Linked DNA regions of Mus musculus: region 1 is linked to region 2. The links are chromatin contacts, called in public promoter capture Hi-C maps. All regions are on one chromosome and are shown on one strand. The core of a region is the stretch at or near the end of the contact, and the rest is flanking DNA. Distances in the headings are between cores, read along the strand shown. Region 1 holds the start of 2900041M22Rik (RIKEN cDNA 2900041M22 gene). Region 2 holds the start of Sphk1 (sphingosine kinase 1).

Evidence for each region. Capture Hi-C pulls out chosen DNA fragments and counts their contacts.
Region 1: a promoter capture Hi-C map of adipose tissue shows a contact between it and region 2, with 3 times the contacts expected there. The contact joins the promoter of 2900041M22Rik here to the promoter of Sphk1 in region 2. A contact is called at or near these places in 1 of 39 promoter capture datasets (liver) and 2 of 9 other capture datasets (adipose tissue and macrophages).

The regions. Positions count from the first base shown.
Region 1 is chr11:117,609,900-117,613,556 of GRCm38.p6, reverse strand. It overlaps 2900041M22Rik (RIKEN cDNA 2900041M22 gene), which reads right to left and starts at 2,310. Exons shown (of 2, transcript NR_015489.2): 1 at 2,123-2,310; 2 at 140-1,295. Gm35170 (a long non-coding RNA gene) reads left to right here. Exons shown (of 4, transcript XR_003949818.1): 4 at 907-1,734.
Region 2 is chr11:116,530,073-116,534,110 of GRCm38.p6, reverse strand. Sphk1 (sphingosine kinase 1) reads right to left here and starts at 1,660. Exons shown (of 6, transcript NM_025367.7): 1 at 743-1,660; 2 at 1-141.

The sequences.
Region 1 (3,657 bases), core at 1,061-3,560, 1.1 Mb before region 2:
TATATAGATATTCATGTCTATGTAAATAAACGTGTGCACATATGTTTATATCTACCCACAAGAATGCATGCGTGCACACATGGGCTCATTTTGTTTTTCCCTCCTTGGCGAGGGTATTGAAGGTTTTTTTTTTTTTTCTACTCCATGGGACGACATTAACTTTTAAAGCTATGCTTTTTTTCCCCCCTTTAATTCTTTCCTACCATGTGGCTTTGGGGACAGAGGCAGAGGCTTTACTTATGGAGCCATCTTTCAGCCCTTGCTTTAGTCTCTTGAATGCTGGAGTTATAGCCTCACCACGACATTGATTCTGTAGCCACATTCTCTCTGCCAAGTGAATGAGACCTGGTAGTGGCTTCCCTCCCAGCAGGTGGCCAGCAGGCCCCTGAGACACTGGTGCTGGTCGCCTTCCTTGCACCTGAGGCAAACTGTGCGAGGGGTCTCTGACATGCCAAGCTGGCAAACGGTTGGGCACATTGGAAGATGTCAAGCCTGGCCCGCACCTATGAGGCTTAAAAATATGGTAATGCAATTAGCAACTTCAGCAGCCTAATGAAGCCGCTCTGAGCCGCTGATAAAATACCACTGAGGGAAGTGCTTGAGAGCCTCTTCAAACTCCCCCAAAATATGAAGTGTGTCCTTACAGAGAAAGCTGCAATCTAGCCTCCTTTCTTCCAGCCTCGAGATTAATTAGGGCTTATTTAGGGCATGAATGAGGGAATGATCGAGCTCTTGGATTGAAAGCTCTGAGACCGATGTAAAAAAAAAATTTTTTTTTAACAATTACATTTCTATCATAAAAGTCTTCATTAGATATCACCACCAGCAGACTTCCTATTCGGGGAGGGAGACTGCCCTCTCTTCCCACTCCAGAGGCTCCCCTAACAAAAGGCCTTTCTTCCGAAGGCTCAGTTTGGGAGCTGGTCTGAACTTCAGGTAGTTTCAACATTCGACCTGCCCTCTGGAGCCCAACGACCTCCCTCCCAACAATGACCACTTGGGTAGAGGCAGAAGCAGCAGCACTGGCCAATGTCAACCGATGTGTACATCCTCAGCTGGTGCTGACTCCACACTATGCAGACCGGCCAACCCCAGGTAACAGGACTGCAGTAGGAAGGGAAGCTCTTCAGTCTCCTGGCTCCCACCGATGTGGTTTCTGCTCTGGATCTGCCGCAGCCAGCCAGGTACCAACGCCACCTGCATGTAGCTCAGGGACATCAAAGCTGTTGAGAACGTTTTCCCACTGAACTGAGCCTGGGTGGGTCCTTCACCTGTTCTTGACATTCTTCCTGAATCTGGAAATTGAGGACATGCTTGTGTGACTATCGTGTCACATGGTGGCCACCAGATTGTTCTCCATGACTCCTGCCACCTTTGTGTCTGAAGGTGGGACTGTGCCTGACCAAATGACCATGATACCCACCCCCCGCCCTCCACCCCATGCTGGCTTTGGCAAAGCAGCTGGATAAGCTCTGAGTTGCTGATAGAGGGGGCTATTTAGCCAGAAGTAGAGTGTGGTCTCCATCTGATCGTCAGCAAAGAAACAGGTCCAACAGCCCACATAGTGCGAGCCTGACAGCCCACAAGGAACTGACAGACACCAACTGGCTGAGTTGAAGATGGATCTTTCTTTCAGACGATTAGCAGTTCAGACTAGGATGGCAGCTTCATGAGAGCACAAGTGGAGGACCTGGCCAGAGGCTTGGACCCCTGAACCTCACTGTTTTGTTTTAAGCTCACTGTCTTGGTGTCATTTGTTACAAAGTATCTGGGAGCTAGTCTGCAGTCCTGTGAAGTTGAACACAAAATGATGAGCTATGATATCAAGACAGCAGCCACCCTGGTCAGGTCTCTCTCTCTCTCTCTCTCTCTCTCTCTCTCTCTCTCTCTCTCTCTCTGCTGACTAGCAAGGCTGGCACTAGGAAACAGTGTCTGAGATACGGGATCTGAAGCAGGTTCCTGGAGAAGACTCCAGAGCTATCACATCTTTGCTGGGTGATAACGGGTAAATGGTCTGACTAGCACATGCCCAAGCTTCCGACTTGGAAGGTGGAACTGGTGCTGGTCTGTCCTTTTTCTCATAAAAGGGATAAAGAAAGCAGCCTCCTAACCAAATACTCACCCTGCACTGCCGGAGAGATCCCAGCTTTTAGGACAGCTCGGAAGGCATCTGCGCGGTGCAGCTGCAAGGCGTGGTCTTGTGTGTTTTGCCGAGGGAGAAGTGGAAGCCCAGAGAAGTTAAAAGGAAGCACAAGACCATATAACCAATCAGCGGGCCAGCTCAACTAGCCTCATAGCTCTACTTCTAATGGGTGTGTGATGGGCGGGGCAGACTCCTGCAAGCCCGTCCTTTCTGAGGTCCGAGGTGTTCCTGCAGCGTGTAGAGTGGGCGGAGCTTCCAGGAGATCCCTGGTGGGGCGTCCTCCTAGAGCCTGGGGAGTTTGGAATCTTTGTGCCTCTTTATTAGACTTGCATAGCCCAGACTGGCCGAGCCTGAGAAGTGAATTTTTCTGTATTAAATAATTTTCCTGTTCCTGATAAGATCCAGCAACAAAAGGAGTCTAAGGAAGGAAAGGGTTGTTTGGTTCACAGTTCAAGGTCATTGTGGGGATGGTGTGAAAGCCAGAGTGGGAGACAGCTGGTCACATGGCATCCTCTGTCAGGAAGCAGAGAGAGACAGAGACAGAGAGAGAGAGGAGAGAGAGAGAGAGAGAGAGAGAGAAAGAGAGAGAGAGAGAGAGATGCTGGTCACATGACATCCTCAGTCAGGAAGCAGAGAGATGGATGCTGGTCACATGACATCCTCAGTCAGGAAGCAGAGAGAGAGATGGATACTGGTGCCAGGCTCTGTTCCTCCTTTTTGTTTAGTCCAAGACCCCAGCCCAGGAGGATTGTATCCAGTTCTCAATTCTGTCAAGTTAACAAGATTCATCTTTACATTCTCTGTCTCTCTCCCTCATAGGCCAAAGGCATGCATCTTGGGCTGTGCACACAGGGGCTGTGCTGGCAGCTTCTGGCCCACGTGAACCCACAGTGAAGCCCGAAGCAAGCTGTGGGCAGGAGGGCAGCAGGAAATGCTTATCCTGCAGGCTTCTGCAGAGCGGGTTCTAGTTTATACGATCTTCATGGGAGTCTTCCTTTGTGGCTGGTGGGTCATTCTCATTTCCACATCTGTGTTAATTAGCTCTAAAAGCATAGGAGGTGTAGGTTTTAATCTGATTGGTTGCCTGATCACATACTACAGGCTAGGGGCTGAAACCACAGTCACTGAGAGGGAGGAGGGAAGAGGGAGGAGGGAGCTGTCTGTTGTCTCCTCGAGCTCCATTCTGAGGACCAGCTTGGGCTACTTTTCCTGTTGAAATGACAAGACAACCTAATGGAGCAAGGATTTACTGTGGTGCATGGTTTGAGAGTGCAGTCCTGGCGTGGTGTGGAGTCTGAGGCAGGGGCCAGGTAGCATCTGTGAGCAGGAAGCAGAGATGAGTCTAGGCACTCAGCTCATGTTCTCCTTGTTATTCAGCTCAAGTCCACAGCCCATAGAACGGTGCCACCCACATCCAGGGACGGTCTTCTTACCTCAGCTAAGCCAATCTAGAAGACTCCTCCCTCACAGACATGCGCAGAGGTTGGCACCCTAGGTGATTCTAGATGCTGTCA
Region 2 (4,038 bases), core at 411-2,910:
TGCTAGAGGTAACGGCGGCTCCTGCGTTCAGCTTCTTATCGGTGTTGCCCAGGAGGGTGTCTGGCGACTGGCCGTGGGGCTCGCCCTCTCCACCTCCCTGGGCTGTGTGAGCGCCCTCGTCATTCCCCGGGGCGGCCAGATCTGAGGGACAGGAGGAAAGAGTGGTGGGGTTCTCTGCCTGGGCTTCCATGCACGTGGGACAAAGTGCCCAACCAGAGCCCCTGGCTCGCGACTGAATCACCAGAGCCCCGTGGGTGGGGGATCTAGCTTTCCAGAATGAGCTTCCCACCCCACGAACATTCCGTTCCAGGGGACACCGGATTCGGACCCGACGCATGAGTCAGTGACCCGTGGCTCTCTTCGTCGGGCCGGCTCTTCACCCTTCGGGCTTGGTGGAGAATCCAACTGCATACAATTCCCAGAACTGGCATTGAGAGGCGCGTACTCTGGGACGAAGAACCCCATCGCAACCTGCGCAGTCGCCCGGTCCCCTGCCTGAACTACGAAGCCGCTGAAGCTCCGAGTCTCCAAGAGGGTGGGGGTGGGGGTGCGTGCCGCACTCGTGAGAACAGCGCCCAAGTCCCGCAAAAGCCTGCCTGTGCTGGGCGGACCCACAACTATGGTCTGCCCTGCCGGAGCGCGAGTGTGCACTGAGGCGCAGGCGTGGGGCCGTCTCCTTCACGGACCCACGAAGGCACCGCCAACTACGGGAGGGCGCGCGCGGGGGAAAGGGGATCCCTACCCAATCTGTCCCACGGGCGGCCAGTGGCGGAAAGCAGCTCCTCTCCGACTCAGACCCGCGACAGAGGGACAACTGAAGCACTGGGCTGACACCGACTCCAAGGGATCGCCCCCCTCCGGTCTCAAACTTTTTGCTCAATTTCACGGCGGCCCGGGGAGGGCGCTGAGCCTCTGGGCCGGCCTGGCCACGCCCCGCGTTCCTTGTGCTCTCGGGGTGGAACCAGAGTTGCGCGCAGCTCTGGTCCCCCACCCGCCCGGGATCTCACTGCACCTCCCCGAACACAGTCGCCGCCAGCCTGGGCTCGGCCACGCGCAGATGAGGGGCAGGATCCCCGGATACGATTGTGCGCCCGGTGCTGGAGGAACAGCTTAGGAAGTCCGCAAGAGGTGGGGTTCTGAGCCCGGCCTGAAGCAGCGCATCCGCGGAGCGCGAAAGCGAGGGCGCAGCCCACATGCCGGCGCCCAGCATCCGAGCGGGCTTCGGGTACGCGTGGGTCTGCGCTTACTGAACCTCGAAACTGCTGTTCACAGTAGGGATGCAGCGCCTCTTTGGCGTCGCTTAGACCTAGCCTGAATTCCACATCCAGACCCTAGTGCTGTCCTGACTCTGGGCCAGGGTCGGGTCACCCGCCACCCGCGAACTTCTCTTCCTCCCCTGCTCCTCCGCGGTGCCTTTACTTTTAGCTTCCAGATGCAGCCGCTGGCTCACTCAGACGCCGAACCCGAAGCAGTCTGGCACGCCTTTCAGGAGAAAGCTGAACCGGTTTGGGGACGAAGTCGAGATGAGAGTACCTCGTCAGCAACCTCCAAAGGTGGAGTCTTTCCCCCCAGGGAACACTATCAAGGCCTGAGATGCTGCCTGCCGCGGATGATCGGGATCCACGATCCTCACCGACTGGAGGAACCCAGCAGTGTGGACAGGGCAATGGGGGCTCTCATCAGGATTGGAGAGGCTAGCATGGGGGCGTGGTCCCAACCTCCCCACCCCTTCGGGCGATCTCGGGGTGAAAATGCACACGTGCCCCGGTGTATGCGCTTCGGTGGAGATAAACAAGACGCATAGTTGTGTAAGTGATATATTTCATGGCAAGTGACCTGAGGGTGTCCGTGACTAACCGGAGTTAAATTTTTGGAAGATTATTAGCGGAGACTTGGAAAAAGAAGCTCCCAAATCCTACCAAGCACCAAAAACAGACACCAAACTCCCAAGGAAGCTGCATTGGTTTAGCTCCGGTTACAGAGAACTGGCGCGCCCACACCGGCCCCCGCGCGACCCCACCCACCTCTATCTTCGCATCGCTTCTTAAAGTCCAGAAGAGGCGAGTCCAAGAGGAAAACGAACCCAGATAAGAAAGGATTGCAGTGAACTAGGTCACGCCTTGAAGGTGGCTTCTCTCCCAGAGGACCCTGGAGTTCCCCGACCGAGTTTCTCAGTATTTTAGGAGTCCCCAGGAGGGCCAGGGGCACAGGCTGGACCTGCGGTTCCGCACGCGTCACTGCAATATATGCCTTGGCTCTGTACAGCCGCGGGACAGCCTGACCGGATCATGAACGCCCCGAGTGCCTTCCGAGAAGGTGACTCAGCGACACGCTCACGGGTGGAGAAACTCCCGGAAACAACCAACCAACCAAAAAAAAAAAAAAATGAGGATTTGGAGGGAGCAAGGGCGTCATCACCCACCCCCGGTTCCGCGACTCGTGGCTACCAAGATCTGGTCCTGCACCTACCCCCATCCCCGGCTTCCCACCTTACACCCCTGGAATCTAGCGCGGACAAGGAAGGATTGCAGCTCTGCAGCCGCAGTGCCGTGGTCACGCGCTGCGGGGACACGAGTCGCGGTGGGAGGAGGGGGCTCTGCGGGGAAGCCAGGCTCTCTGCCACTCGCTCCCTTGTCTACCCTGCCCCCTCCCCTTACCAGAGACCTAGGGTCCAGATCTGGCGTTGGTATCTAGCAGACTCAGGGAGGAAACTATTCTCCCCGAGATTTTGAGCTTGGAGGGGGGCTGGCTGCCCAGACTGTAGGAAACACCCTCCTCTGCTCTCTCACGGTTTGGGAAGGAGTGTTTATCAAGCCCGACAAGCAAGTCATTAACAACTAAAGAGGAGAAACTGAGGCACGGGGAAGGAAAGATCGGGCTGTGTGTAAATTTACGCTCAAAATGCCGACCTGGATCAGGGTCTCGCTTTTCTTTGAGGCCTGGGGCTGGAACTTCTCATACTCTGAGGGCAAGCGTGGAGCAAGGTTGACTGGAAACTCAGTCCGTGGGAGAGAGCAGAAGCAGCCTGCAGGACATTTTATACTTGGGCCTCAGGGCCGGTTCCCCTTCTGCTCAGAAGAGACCCAGTGGGAGGGGGGTTCCAGTCTGGCGCTGGTTCCAGTGGACACAATGGCTCCTCTGTGTCGGCTGCCGCCTCATCCTCTGGCCTCCTCACCTCTCTGGTCTCTGCCTCTTTCATTCTTGTTCACCTCCCCCATTCCATGCAGCTTTCTAGACCCTTTCCTTTCCTAAAGAACTTTATCCTATCTGTAGAAACCGGCAAACAGCACCCCTGGCCCTGTAGCCGGGAATGGACAAGAACAAGATGTTGGTTTTCTTTTGTGTCTCTGGAAGGATTGGGAGGTGAAGGGCCTTATGGGAGCTGTCAAACCAATTCCCAACAAAGCTTATAACAAACCCCAAGCCCTTCCCCCAGTCTGGGAGGCCAAGTACCACCAGAGCTTACTCTGTGTTAGCTAGGCTGGTGTATTGCTCCCCTCAACAGCCACTTCAGGAACCCAGGGTCTGAGAATCTCCAGGAGAAACAGTAGCTAGCTCCAAGCACAAGTGCACAAACACAAGCATGCAAGCGTGTACTCTCTCTCTCTCTCTCTCTCTCTCTCTCCCCCCCCCTCTCTCTCTCTCTCTCTCTCTCATTAGCCAGCCTGTCAGCAAGGTGCAACTGGCTTTGGCCTTGGGCCAGTCTGGAATTCTGACTTATCAGCTCAGCCTCTGTTCCCAGGCCATACCTGTCTCACAGGTGAAAAGAATTGTTTTCCTTCCTAGGCTCCTCTGGGCAGCTTTCCCAGAGAAAAGTACCCAAGTGCCCCCCACACCGCCACCTCCTCCCTCCTACCTCATGCTAGAGAAAAGACCGGGAGTTATTCACTAGCCCAGGCCTCTGCACCCAGGAATTCAAGGCTGCCAAGTGGCCAAATGTTTAAATTGGTTTTGTGTGTGTGTGTGTCTGTCTGTCTGTCTGTCTGTGTCTCTGTCTCTATGTGTGTGTTTATGTGTCTCTCTCTGTGTTTGTGTGTA